Linked DNA regions of Gossypium hirsutum: region 2 is linked to region 1. A link is a contact called in public Hi-C data. All regions are on one chromosome and are shown on one strand. Each heading gives the region's core, a stretch centred on a gene start, on an enhancer-like site or on the middle of the called end of the contact. The rest is flanking DNA. Distances are from core to core; before and after follow the strand shown. Region 1 holds the start of LOC107894833 (probable xyloglucan endotransglucosylase/hydrolase protein 33). Region 2 holds the start of LOC107929820 (sulfite exporter TauE/SafE family protein 4).

Region 1 (3,052 bases), core at 253-2,752:
GTGATAGCGGATGAGGCTGAGGTTGTAGAAGCTAGGGCGATCACTAAAGGGATCGAACTTGCTGTTAAAAACAGATAGGAGAATGTGTTTCTGGGGACTGATTCTCTTATTGTCTTCTGTGAAACTAAGAAAAATGATTTTAAGAGAAGGTTGAAGTTGAAACTGATTTTGAAGAGGTTTGATACTTTGAAAAAATAGGTGAACAACTTTTTAATCTAAAGGATTAGAGGGGATATTAACAAAGTTGTGGAATGGGTAGCTAAGCATGCTAAAGTGGAGATGTGTTTTGAGGGTTGGATTCACCACCCACCATCTTCCTTGGTGTTTATCTTGGAAAAGGATGGCCTGTCATCTTTGCCTATCGCCTAATTTCGAACTCGACCTAACATTAGTAAGTTGATTTTATGTCTGCTCTTTTAACTTTGTTAGACTCTTATTTTCCTTTGTTGTTCAGTGATGTTTTTCTTTATTGCTAATACTATGGTGCTTTGTTTGTTCAATCAGTACATGAAAGTGTTTTTCTAGCAAAAAAAAAGAAAAGAGGTTAAACTAAAATTGATATTTCACTTTAAAGACAATAAAAAAAAGTTAAAAAAATAAGACATCATACACAATTTAAATTAAACAATTTAAAAATATTCTTGAGTAAATAATTTATCATTTAAATAATATAATAATTTATATTAACAATTTAAATAATTTTAATCTTTTTAACTATGACGTAATATTTTATAAATATTTTCATAATTATGATATTTAAAAATCTTTCACTCAATTCTTAAATAATATAAAAAGATTAAATGAAAATAAATAATTTAATTTTATAACTAAAATTTTAAACTTTGAAACATCAATTCCGCAAAGCGTAGCATATTACTAATTTAAATAGCATATTACTAATTTAAATAATAAAACTAAATATTATCTACAAGCAAAATAAACTAGTTTACAATTGTTTCAACTGCGGTCCAAAATCCCAGTTGGAGCACAACTGAGAATACGAAAAGGAAAGAGAAAGCTCAAAGAGGCCTACCTCCTTAATAGTTCCCTTCGAATCTAGAACCACTAAAACAGAGACAACCCATTACAGATAAAAGCCCCAGATTTAGACTCTGAAGTGAATTTGTAACATAAAACCCATTGCGGCAATTTTTTTTTTTTAATTCTCAGTTTTCTTTGGATTGAAGCTTGAAGAAAGCCAAGCGTTCTAGTCTGGAAAGGAAATGAAACGAAACGAAAGAGAAGTTGGAAAATAGATGAAAGAGCTTTAGGTTGGGCCCATCTACTTTAGTTAATGTCGAAATCAAATGGTCCCAACTTTTGAGCAATCCCACGAGCTGTGCCTAGCAACACAAAATCAACCCACATGAGTACATGTGTTACTGTCACAGATCCCAGCTACACAGAAAGATACCCAGAAAAGGGGCGCCAGCTAGAAACAACTAAGCGTACATTAGGTTCTTTTCTTTCCCCATATATATATATATATATTAACCAACTCTACATCTCTTTTCCTTCATTATCAATTTAGAATTTAGAGAGAAACATGGCTATATTCCAACATATTATTTTGCTTCTCTGTCTCTCATTGTTTTGCGCGACAAGCTTAGTTTCTTCACACAACAGGCATTACACCACTCCAAGCGTTCCACGTTTAACAGACTTGTTTAGCCATGTCTCAGTAAATAAAAGTTTTTCCAACGTTTTTGGTGGACCAAATATCAAGATTCTCAACAATGGGTCCACGGCCACTTTTGCTCTGGACAGAACCTCAGGTGAACTAATCAACACCCGTTTTGGCTTTTTACAGAAAATCACTTTTCTTAGAAATCTAGTTAGCTCTCAAATCTCAGCTAATCTCTCAATGATCTCCTTTCAGGGTCAGGATTGGCATCTTGGAACAAATATAACTACGGATTCTTCAGTGCAGCAATAAAGTTGCCTGCAGGTCTCACATCTGGAGTGGTGGTAGCCTTCTATGTAAGCTTCTTTCCATCTGCATTTAACAATTTGTATATATATATGTATGTATGTATATATATGAACATTTGTACTTGGTTAAATGGCTCATTTGTGATGAAAGTGGGATATCCGAATATGTGCAGTTGTCTAATGCAGACATGTATCCACACAGTCATGATGAGATTGATATTGAATTGCTTGGAAATGATAAACGAATTGATTGGGTCCTCCAAACAAATGTATACGCAAATGGTGTCAGTACTGGAAGAGAAGAGAAATTTTATTTCTGGTTTAATCCAACACTGCAGCACCATTACTACAGCATTCTTTGGAACAGTCATCATATAGTGTAAGACTATTGAAATCAACTCCATGTTTAATCTCACAAAGAAAGCCTAAATTTTGATCACCTTAATGGAATATTAATGAACTGCCTGCCTTTAAAAAATATTGCAGGTTCCTAGTTGATAATATACCAGTGAGAGAGTTCCCAAACAATGGAAAATTCTCTGCCGCATATCCCTCGAAGCCAATGTCGCTTTACGTCACCATATGGGATGGGTCGCAATGGGCAACTCATGGAGGGAAATACCCTGTGAATTACAAGTATGCTCCATTTGTAACTTCTTTGACTGACGTGGAAATGGTTGGGTGTATGGTAAATCCTAAGCAGCCTAATTCATCTTGTTCCAGTGCCAGCGTGTCAAGTATCGACCCTGTCGAAGGACCTGACTTTATTAAGCTATCGAATCAACAGATGTCCGCCATGGTTTGGGCTAGAAGGAAGCTCATGTTTTACTCATACTGCAAAGATACATCAAGGTTTAAAGTCTTACTTCCAGAATGCAAGTAAATTGTACTATGATTATTTAATAGTCACATATATATACATTCTTTTTTTTCCTATTCTAAAGATTATTTTCCCATCAAGGAGCAATAATGATATGTTCCCATTTGTTATTAGAAAGAAATCATAAAGCATTATAGTTTATACTCCCGTATCTATGCTTTTATATTGCCGCTTTTTCATAATTACTCGCATTCGAGAGTTAATGAGATTAACAAATTACTATGTGATTAGTTCAATCTA
Region 2 (3,052 bases), core at 405-2,904, 140 kb after region 1:
TATTAGAGAAAGCTTGGCTAAGATAAAGCTAAGCTTCGCTCTCATTATACTGATAACCGCAAATTATTTTTGATCGATTCTGATTCACATATGTGTTTTAGATTTTTATCAGGAATCTGGAATTTATGCTATTTCCTTTTCAATTGATTCCCCTTTTCTACTAGTTTCTAATGATAAAATATTTTATTAATTAATAATATTATATACAAATTTTTTTGAAAGGCTAGAATTGAATTATAAATCTTTAAAAATTCAAAATATAATTATTTATCAAGTTTCAATTTCTAAAGGACTAAAGTGAACAAAATTTCAATTCTGGGGATGCCCATGCCTGCCTGATACAAAAATAATAAATACAATGCGTTTTAATATTATGGTTATAGGAAAAAAATAAGAAAGAAAAGTTTTAATTGCATTTTATGAAACGCTTTGGTAAAGAGGATTTAATGGACATTTACGAAGGTTAATATAGAAGGTGGTCATTTTTCTTATCCAACTTTATTTGCTGGTATTTAATAACTTTTATTAAATCAACTCATATTATTATCTCTCACTGAATTAAATTTCTAAAATATATAATTTTATTAGAAAAGGTTTAAAATTCAAATTTCAATAAAATTCTTTTTTTTAAATGCTATAAATTTGTCATTTTATTTAAAAACCAAAGTATAAAGAATAAGATGGAAGAAATATGATGTTTAGCAAAAAAAAGAAAAAAAGAAAAAAAAGTTAATTTAGAAAACGTGTACAATCTGAATTAAATTTCTGTGCTTTAATTGACTGTATCGGCGGAGATAAGATTAAAGCCTTGCAAGTTGCAATCCTCCCTAAAATGTGGGGCCTTTATGTTTTTTATGTTTTCAGAATCAATAATGTACGGCTGCTTCAAATCGTCATTCCCCGTTGAATAAGTTTTAAATTTGCTAAATCTCAATACTAACATTATAAATTTAGCCTTATAAAAATTTTCTTTTAATTTTTTACTCTTACTCCTCCAAAATCAGTTGAATTATTATTTTTATAATCAAAATATTAATTAAAATAGTAAATATTTAAGCATTGTTACCCACATCATAATTCACATGTTTCTCATGTTTTTTTTTAAATTTTTTTTGGAATTTATATAAATTTTTTTTGAAATTTATTAATATGACATATGAAATAAATAGTAAAATTTCATTATAAAATATAAATGAATTTACACACAATTTTTCATATTAATATTATTAAAAATTTTAACGTTTTAGTCATCAATTTGGTTAAAAAGTAATTTGATTTTCTTTTGAAATGTTAATTTAACTCAAAAAGGAATAAAGATTCAAATTGCTAAAAAATATAAATATTGAAGACCAAATATATCATTTTACTACTCTAAAATAAATTTGTTAGTTCGGACAATTTCGAATTTTGATTATTTCATATTTAAATTATTTAATTTTTTCTTTAAAATTGTTTGTTGAAATTATTTCCAACTTGGAATTATTTTAAAATAAAATTAATAATTTTTTTATATATTTGATGAAATTGAATTCAGATTAAAATTAATTAAATAACAAATTCAAGTTGAAATGGACATGGACAAATCTAATTTGGCAGCCGTGAAATACCACCTTTTTGGTTTTTCTTCCCCAAACTTTCTCAATCCAATTATTGAACACGAATTCCAGCCAGACACAGAAACCAACCAAACAACACTGGTAGTAGAAAATTTGAACACCTTTTACAGTTTTTTGGTTTTATATTTGCTTAATATTCCTACAGATCCTTTTTAAATTTTTATGGTCAATTCTTTTCGAAACAGAGCAGTTGTAATTGAGAATTAATGAAGGTGTCGGTCTTGCCACCCAGATTTAGCCAAGTGGAGTTGCATGTGTGATTTCGTATATCCTGACAAATTTATGTCTGACTTGCCTGCCTCCTGCATGTGAATGTGTTATGTTTTGTCATGTAATGTATAAATCACCCTCTCTCATTCTATAAAACAACGTCTTGGCTTCTTCTATTTCACTCCCACTTTTTCCATTCTAGGTTCTCTTATTATTGGTCTCATTAAGGCTGCTCTTCTGCTCTCTTCCTTCCCAACACAACATAAGTTATTCTGGTTTTTAGTGGAGGCGCCGGCGGCGGCGGCGGCGGCGGCGGCGGTGGCTGAAATTCAACAAATCTCGTAATCCGACATGGCGACCAAAGGGTTCGTTTTGTATCTGCTGTCGGGTTTTTCGATAGCAGTTCTCTCTGTTTTGTTCATCCAAAAAAGCAACAACGACGACATGAACCAGAGCTCAAATCTCTTAGAGTCCCCATATAATTTATCCACCACTGAAAAAGTTTGGCCTGTAAGTATTTTTTTTTCTCTTTTGTCGTAGAAGATCTTTATATATTTAGGTTTTGAATGGTGTTTGATTTGGGCAGGCATTGGAGTTGAACTGGAGGCTTGTAATGGCGACGGTGATAGGGTTTCTAGGATCAGCATGTGGTACGGTGGGCGGCGTTGGCGGCGGCGGCATTTTTGTTCCAATGCTTACCTTGATTGTTGGATTTGATACCAAATCTGCCGCTGCTATTTCCAAATGTAACTTCTTTTCTTATTTTTTCTGTTCCTTATCTCTCTGCCTTTTGAATTTTTGAAATCCAGTATCTCTAATCTCTAATTTAAAAATTAAAATCACACACCTTTGAATTTTAAATAGCAACTTTTAAGTATTAAAATGTCATATATTTAAATTTAACAAAATATTATCGATTGGATTGGATGAAATTAAGGGATTATTATATGAATTGGCTGCAGGCATGATCATGGGGGCATCAGCATCGTCAGTTTGGTATAATCTTAGAGTGCCGCATCCGACAAAGGAAGTGCCAATCATTGACTACGATTTGGCTCTTCTTTTCCAGCCTATGTTGATGCTTGGCATCACTGTTGGGGTTGCCTTGAGCGTCGTTTTCCCTTATTGGCTCATTACTGTGCTCATCATCATACTCTTCTTAGGTTTCTTCAACAATCCCAACTTTGCCTTTTGTTATTTCACTTTTTGATCTTTGTCCTGCTTCT

Evidence for each region. A called contact is a pair of places that touch in the nucleus more often than the background predicts.
Region 2: a Hi-C map of leaf shows a contact between it and region 1, with 3 times the contacts expected there. The contact joins the promoter of LOC107929820 here to the promoter of LOC107894833 in region 1. A contact is called at or near these places in 9 of 34 Hi-C or Micro-C datasets (anther, hypocotyl, leaf and 1 more).

The regions. Positions count from the first base shown.
Region 1 is chrA01:58,938,023-58,941,074 of Gossypium_hirsutum_v2.1, forward strand. LOC107894833 (probable xyloglucan endotransglucosylase/hydrolase protein 33) reads left to right here and starts at 1,503. Exons shown (of 5, transcript XM_041111361.1): 1 at 1,503-1,775; 2 at 1,880-1,980; 3 at 2,106-2,311; 4 at 2,419-2,784; 5 at 3,044-3,052. The coding sequence starts at 1,547.
Region 2 is chrA01:59,078,042-59,081,093 of Gossypium_hirsutum_v2.1, forward strand. It overlaps LOC107929820 (sulfite exporter TauE/SafE family protein 4), which reads left to right and starts at 1,655. Exons shown (of 12, transcript XM_016861332.2): 1 at 1,655-2,336; 2 at 2,413-2,572; 3 at 2,789-2,989. The coding sequence starts at 2,178.